Regions from separate parts of the Gossypium raimondii genome. Here region 2 is linked to region 1. Evidence: chromatin contacts called from public Hi-C data. All regions are on one chromosome and are shown on one strand. The core of a region is the stretch at or near the end of the contact, and the rest is flanking DNA. Distances in the headings are between cores, read along the strand shown. Region 1 has its middle 15 kb from the start of LOC105761574. Region 2 has its middle 3.9 kb from the start of LOC105770610.

What was found. A called contact is a pair of places that touch in the nucleus more often than the background predicts.
Region 2: a Hi-C map of leaf shows a contact between it and region 1, with 3 times the contacts expected there. The contact joins two enhancer-like sites. A contact is called at or near these places in 2 of 2 Hi-C or Micro-C datasets (both in leaf).

What each region holds. Positions count from the first base shown.
Region 1 is chr7:43,351,513-43,355,385 of ASM2569854v1, reverse strand. No RefSeq gene overlaps it. Among protein-coding and RNA genes, the nearest start is that of LOC105761574, 15 kb to the right of the region's middle. Within about 2 kb of position 2,440, the one cell type or tissue checked has open chromatin away from gene starts, as enhancers often do. A contact at or near this core is called in leaf, where this site is marked.
Region 2 is chr7:43,433,156-43,437,077 of ASM2569854v1, reverse strand. No RefSeq gene overlaps it. Among protein-coding and RNA genes, the nearest start is that of LOC105770610, 3.9 kb to the left of the region's middle. Within about 2 kb of position 2,412, the one cell type or tissue checked has open chromatin away from gene starts, as enhancers often do. A contact at or near this core is called in leaf, where this site is marked.

The DNA.
Region 1 (3,873 bases), core at 1,191-3,690:
CAAGAGAAATATAATCACCATGGAGGCAAGAAGAAGATTTGTTTTTCTCTTTTCAATTAACCCCATTTCCCCCTCCTCTTTCCCTACCTTTCTCTCAATTGGCTAAATAGGTGAAGGAACAAATTAATCACTTGCTTTAATTTATAGATAAAGAGGGATACAAAAAGATTGGGAGTTGTCCCACTTGGCGAAATTAAATATTTTATTCATTAAAGGGATAAATCTCAAATTTTTACATGAATTTTTATTTAATGTGTAATTTGATATATGAACTTTGGGTTGGTTCAATTATATACATGAAATTTAGATTGTGGTTCAATCATGCATATTTAAAGAAAAAAAATACATCATTTTATTTTTACATTAGATAAATATGATTATATATGTATGCAATATATAAACATAAAATGATGTTATATCAATAATTGTATTAATAATTTATGAGAATTTGATTAAATCCAAATTTCGTGTATAAAATTGCACAAAACCAAAGTTCTCGCACATTAGACCAAAATTCATGTATAGTTTTGAGATTTATCCCTTTATTAAATAGACAACTTTATCATAGGATCCACTTAGTAGAATTCCATGGGTAAAACTATCATGGAAGTCCTAAGAGTCAAATTGCATTTTACCCTATTTATTCAAACAATGGGCAAATTAGTCCCTATACATTATATTAAAGAGCAATTTGGTCATTTTTTAAAAAAAATTTCATCCATCTATATTGTTAAAAATTAGTGTGATTGACAGAATAACTAGACAATGATACGTGGCATGCCACATGTACCTCATACTATTGTATAAGGACTCGTTTTTTACAACAAAAATGAGTAAATTTTTTAATAGAAGAATTAGTTGATTTTTTTATTTAATGTACAAATATCAATTTGTTCATTTTTTTAGTGAAAAAATCAAAATGAAATTTAAATACTAACACATTAACTTTCATGGCACTCTTACTAATTTCATGTTATACTGTGTAACTAGTCAAGCATATCCAAACTCAATACTTCCAAATGTATCTAACATTGCCATTGGTACTTACTTTTATATTGTAAAATACTTATCCTTATTTGTTCAAACAAATATTACATTTATATAAGATGAATGCGAAGTATTACAACTCTAGAGGGTATTTAAGCATTCCTTCCAATAACAAAAGAAATGATATTGACACATAAAATCAGTAAAAATGTACATAAAAAATAAAAACAGTCACAAGAATCAAGCTTTGGTAAAAGTAGATTATACTATACAAAAGAGTGGGAGTTGTCCCACTTGGATAGACATAAAAACCCACACAATTATTGGAAGCGTGTTCCACGATGGAAGTCGAATTTCATCCTTTTAATAAATTAATATCTTTATTTTAATTTCCCAAGATTTGATCTTCCTATAATAATTCAAATTGTTAAATCCTTGTGATTAGTAAAAATTAATAGTTATATATTATAAATTAGTAATTCAATTCATGTATTTATTAATTAATTTTTTAATTTTTATTAAAATATGAGGAAATTTTTTCATAAATTAGTTTTTCAATTTTCGTAGACTGAATGGTTGAAACTCATAATTTGACCAATTAATATTTTGGCAAAGTTTTATTCTATCAGAAATATTTTTGTTTTCAAATTTTATCTAAATCAATTAATATTATATTATTTTAATATTTTAAATATAAATATAAATATAATAAAAGAACTAAGCTAAAAGGTCGGCTTGAACAAAGTGCAAGGGCGAAACTTTAATTTATAGATAAAGAGGGATACAAAAGATTGGGAGTTGTTGCACATGAATTGGTTGAATTAAAGATTTTATTCATTAAAGAAACTACTTTATCAGATGCTAACATTGGATCAACTGAGAGGAAGGAATTCCATGTGAAATCTTGAAATCACAAAAAACACCAGACAATGGTTGAATTTTAATCTTTTACTTTTAATTTAGAATTTTATTCTTATATTCTTTTGATGTTAAAAGATTTCTGTGAAATAGTAACTTGCACTATTCTTCTTGTATGCAGGAGAACCTTACAAAGCAAAATCAAAATTAAAACTTACAACTTTGAGATTTAATATTTTTATTTTCTTATTTGGTCTTCGTAATATTGATCGCATGAACATTATTTTATTTTCTTTTAAAATGTTACATAATTTTATTTAACGAGAAATTTTTATTATATTATTAATTGGACTTCAAATATTAAAGTAAAAGAGTAGAGATATTAAATTTTTAAAATTAAATGTTAAAAAAAATAATTTTCATAAGTTAGTCTAGGAGTAGAAACTCCTTCTAAGTCATAAGTTGGTCAAAAAGCATCATGAAATGGATTGTTACTGGGGATTGAAAATATATGACAGAATAACTCTATAAGAACTTTTGTCTTCTACCTACTGCCATAGGGATGAGTAGGGCTGTTGATGCTTGACAATTAAGTCGAACGGGTTGCAAGGTTGGCTTGAGCAAGCTTGCAAGTTGGTTTGGTGATAATGAGATTCATATCAGTTATTAAAATTTTGAACTTTAACTTTTGGAAAAAAGAGATGAAAGGTCAATATTGTCTTACTAAGTGTGCCAGAAATTTGTACACATATTTTGAGTCAAAAATTGACTTAAAATTTAGAATAAATTTTGTTTATTACTTTAAAAAGAAGTTACAAACTCTCGATATTTCTCTATAAAAAAAAGCTCATTTGATTTTTTTCTCTATTAGGCTTTGATCCAAGAGTTATCTTAACTTGATATTGATAATTTTGACTTGACGCATGGTAACTTAAGCCTAACACGTGAAGCTTTATAATTGGTCCAAAAATTTCATAGTTTACACATCCATTAAATCTCCACGAGTTCCCTTCATAGTCGTCTTCAATATCAACATCTATACGACTACTTGAAAAGCTTCGAGAGTAACAATGTAGCCCTATCTCCAGCCCAACAACAACCCTCCTCTTATTTCATTTGCATTAACATCCAAACCTTGAATAAGACCAAGCTTATTACGCATCTTAACCATTTTTGATGCATGTAGTTTAGTCTCAACTAGAAAACTATATGGGACATCTACCTTATCAAGATATAGAAACAACATAGTAAAAAGATAACTTCTTTCTTTCTTAATGAGAGTAATGATAACAGGCCTATTTAATACGTAAACTAATAACTGTTTTCTTAACAACTAACTAATTACACTAACTGCCAAAACTAACAATACTTAATACTCATGACATTTCCCGTGCTGTCCTGACTTCCTTTCCTTTGGTAACCTAAGCCTTCATTCATCTCATTTTGGAGCCACCCTTAGCTGCTGTCTGAACTTGTTGAAGAATACTGCAGACAAAGGTTTTGTTAACACATCAGGAACCTGATCTAGACTCTACACATGTCCAACTTGAAGTATTCCTGCTACTACTTTCTCTCGCACAAAGAATATGTCTAGCTCCACATGCTTAAACTTGGAGTGCATGACTAGGTTGCCTGCAACAGCAATAGCAGCGGAACTATCACACCAGACCAAAGACTTCTTCTGAATTGGGACATAGAGCTCAGCTAACAAGGACTAAAGCCAGACTATTTTTGCAGTAACATTTGCGAAGCTCCTGTATTCAGCTTCTGCTGTAGAACGAGAGACAACATACTGCTTTCTAGAGCTCCATGAAATCAGATTTCCTCTAAGAAAATGCAATAGCCCGATATGGACCTTTGATCATCGATGTCAGCACCCCAGCTGGAGTCAGAGTAACCTTCAAGAACAAACTTAGATGTTTGACAAAAATGAAGACCATAATCTAACGTGCCCTGTAAATATCTTTAAATTCTTTTAACAGCTTTGAAATGTGTATCGAGAGGTCTGTGCATGAATTGACGGACTTT
Region 2 (3,922 bases), core at 1,163-3,662, 82 kb before region 1:
CTTCTTAGTAATTTATTATAACGTATAAACAAAAATCAAGACATCTATTTAAGTGATGTAGCATAAGTTGTTTTGAAAATCCTTTACTTTTAACCGTAAGATGAAAGTGAAAGAGACATTAATTTGGGGTTAAGGTCGAGTAGGAGAACTGAGACAAGTGAGGTAGACTCTAGTTAGATCAACAACAACGACACTAATATTCGTTACTAATCGAATATAATTGCGATAGTGAAGTGAGAATACGGACAATGATTGAAGGATTATAATTCGCACACACAGTAAGAATGTCTCCATAGTCCACACTCATTATACTTAAAAAGGGAGCTATTCAAACAAAAACCTTCCACTTTCTCTTCTAAAAGTTCAAATTTAAGTGAGTTTTATCGGTGATTAACCCTTAACTACCAAACTAATAACGGAAGTTGAAAATTACTATTAATGATATTAAATTAAAAATATATATAATAAAATTTTGAATTATTTGATATTTATGAAAGAAAAGTAAAAAAAATTAGAGTATTTTCAAATATTTGACCCTCTTACCTCTAATTGAAAAATAAATATTTAGTAAAAATTCATACTGTGCTATTAATCTAGATTGATAAAATTTACTATTGTATAGTTATCAAAATATCAATTGATTTAGTTTTAATTTAGTTGGTATCATTATTATTTTAATAATTAATAAAATATCGATTTAAGTACATTTAATTTCTTTTTTTATTTAAGAATTGAGGAAATATTATAAGTAAAAAATATGTTATATAATTAGATTAGTGGGTTCCATTTAGACCTGATCATGGGTCAAGTCATTCATCTAGGGCCGAAGGTCTGCTCGAAAAGTGGGAGGGTTTAAGTAAAAATATAGGCCCGGAAAATAGGCTTGGATAAAAAATTTTCATATTCTAAATAGGTCAAGCCTTAGTTAATATTTTTTTGTTCGGACTCGACCAGGATTTACCTAATTTTTTTCACTATTGTTTAGTGTTATTTTGTTGTTGTTTGCTGCAATTTTAAATATATATGCTTTTAATTTTCAAGTGATGACAAGACATAATTATAGATTATCATATCATGATCAAATTTTACATTTACTAAGTTTAGAGACTAAAAGACCTAATTACCAAATGGGTAAACTACTTTGTTAATCACTTTAAATATAGATCCTAAATAAAAATTGATCAAATTAGTCACTCTATCATTAAATGGTAACGGAAGATTGATGGTGCATTTCTACGTTAATCAATCTAAAATTAGGTAAACCTCATCAATCACTCTAAATAAAAGTTGTTCCTATTTTGATAACCTCAAAATTTTTCTGTAAAAATGCATTGTTAGTCTTATATTACCATTTAATGTCGGAGTTACCAATTTGATCAATTTCTATTTTTGGTTGACTAAATTAACAAAAAAAAATTGAAGTGACCAAAATAAAAATGGTCCCTATTTAGAGTGACTAACCGTTGTCAAATTTAAGTACTAATGTGAACCTAATTGCCAAGTTTATGGACTAAAAGTTATATTAACTTTTTTTTCTCTTTTTATGGGTGAACATATTTAACAGATCGCTCTATTATAAAGATTGAATCAAGTTAACCATTATGTTATTTAAATAAATCAATTTAGTTAATATACTATTAAATTGAATCAATTAAGTCTAAATTTTAACATAATTAATATTTATTATTTAAAAATTGTCATTTACTATTAACAAAGATGATATTTTGAATTTTTTATTCTACAAATGAATATTATGTCTAGAGTTAAAACTACAAATAAGAAAAACCATATTTTTCTTGTGATTTTTTATCCGTAAATGTTAATTCTTACAATTTCACTTTATTTAATTTTTTTATAGTAAAAAAATTGAATTGATGCTAGAGAAAGAATTTTTTTCCATTCATATGACAGTGAGATTAGAAAGTTACTGTCACCCTTTTTTATGTCTCATCCATTATTGCTGTAGGACCACAGCTACTGTAAGAGCTAAAAGGGTAATAGGAAGAGAGAAAAAACCACCTTGAATCATTTATAAAAATATCCCATCATCCACTTGCAATTCCATAAACCCACAGATTTCTTATCAAGTGAGAAAACTAGTTAGAAGAAAGTGAAGAAAAATATGGGAAACACTGTGAAGGGAAGGGGTCTCCGATCATGCAAAGCAACCATGACGACAATGATGATGGCCATGGTTCTTTTACTCGGTCAGGAGGCATCAGCATTTTCAGCCACAGCCAGCAACAACAACAATAGCAGCAACTTAGCTTCCCATTGTGCCTCTACCATGGAGGAATGCTTGGTGGACATCGGCCATGCAGATCATGTATTTTTCGCTGACCCAGAGACAAGCCTGCAGAAAGTTCACCCTAATTTCATCGATGTTTCCAAGAACAAGTTGAGTACTCCAGATGATAAATGTGGGAGACCAAGACCAGGTCAGCCCTATTATCCTTGCGTCCCAGACCCTAATGATAGCAAAAAAGGTGAACATTGTAAGGGAATTTACAAAGACAGCAATAGAAATCGTGGATGCAAGTAGAATTATCTTGCAGATTATGGATTTTTTTAGTTATTGTTTATGTAAACTAAATAAAGATTTTTGCTATTAGTTTTTGTAGTTTTTTTTGAAAATTATGAATTTAATTTTTGTACTTTAATTCGATGAAATTTAATATTTATATTTTTAAATTAATTAATTTTAATCTCTATATTTTACGAATTTTGAAAATTTAAGATTGATAAAAACAATAGCAATTAAATTTTTTAGTTAAATGCTCTTATCTAGCGATTCTCAATTCAAACATTAGATTGTCTGATCAGTTCCAACAACATTAGTGTAAAGATAATTCGGTAAATTTTTAAATAATTTAATGATATTTTATAATTTTTAATGTTTAATAATTAAAATATAAATTTCCTTATTAGTGTTTTTTTAACAAGTCGAATCTTATCCCTGAAAGCTTTCACTATGACCTACCAAAAGTTGGAAATATTGTGTTTTGTCCTTTTGTTTTCAACTTTTTCTCCCTTTAATCCTATAACTGTTGCGTCTGTGAAAACTCCAACCAGTTCAATATGTCCCACCAAAAACTGTTGATCCCGTGTAGACTTCTGTCGTGCCGGGCCTGGTTCAAAAAAGATTTTAGTTTTAAGCTCGGTTTTGGTTTGATTTAGTAAAAAATTTTATTTACTGTTCAAATAATAATAAAATATTAAAAATATTTTTATATTTTTATTTAAATTTTATTTAAGTCGAAACGAGTTGCTCGACACATATTCAGGTTTTTCAATATGGGCCAAACATGTTCGAGGGTTGAATTATCCGGTTGATATTTGAGAAGTTTTAAATAAAAATATTAAGTCAAAAAATAGATTGATTAAAAAAACTTAGACTACTTTAAAATATGTGATGAGCTCGGTTTCAATATTCAAAACACGACCTAATTCGAATAATTCATTTTCAAAATCATAATATGTTTTTTTCTTTACTTTTATGTATTATGTAATTTATATCATTTGAAAACTAAATATATTTTAGCTGATAAGACCTTGCTAGGCAAAGTCTAAGGCCTAGGATCTTGATGTCTTAGGTTTAGATATTTGTCCTTTAAAATTATAATTGTAATTATAACTTCAAAAACTTAAATATATTATACTTAATATAAATATTAAAAATAAATATGTTAAATTTTTATGTTTATAATTTAATAAAATAAATCATATACAATAGTAATAAAAGCTATGTGTATATAGATAGTCTTGAAAAAAAATTAATCTCATATTTTAAGTCGATTAAACTTAAACAATTATGCATGAAAGTGATACCATATACGAGGCTGCTTGAACTTATCCCAAGAGAACCCACCAACAGTTATAGTTTAGGCAAATGTCCCACTCAAATTTTAACATTGAATATATA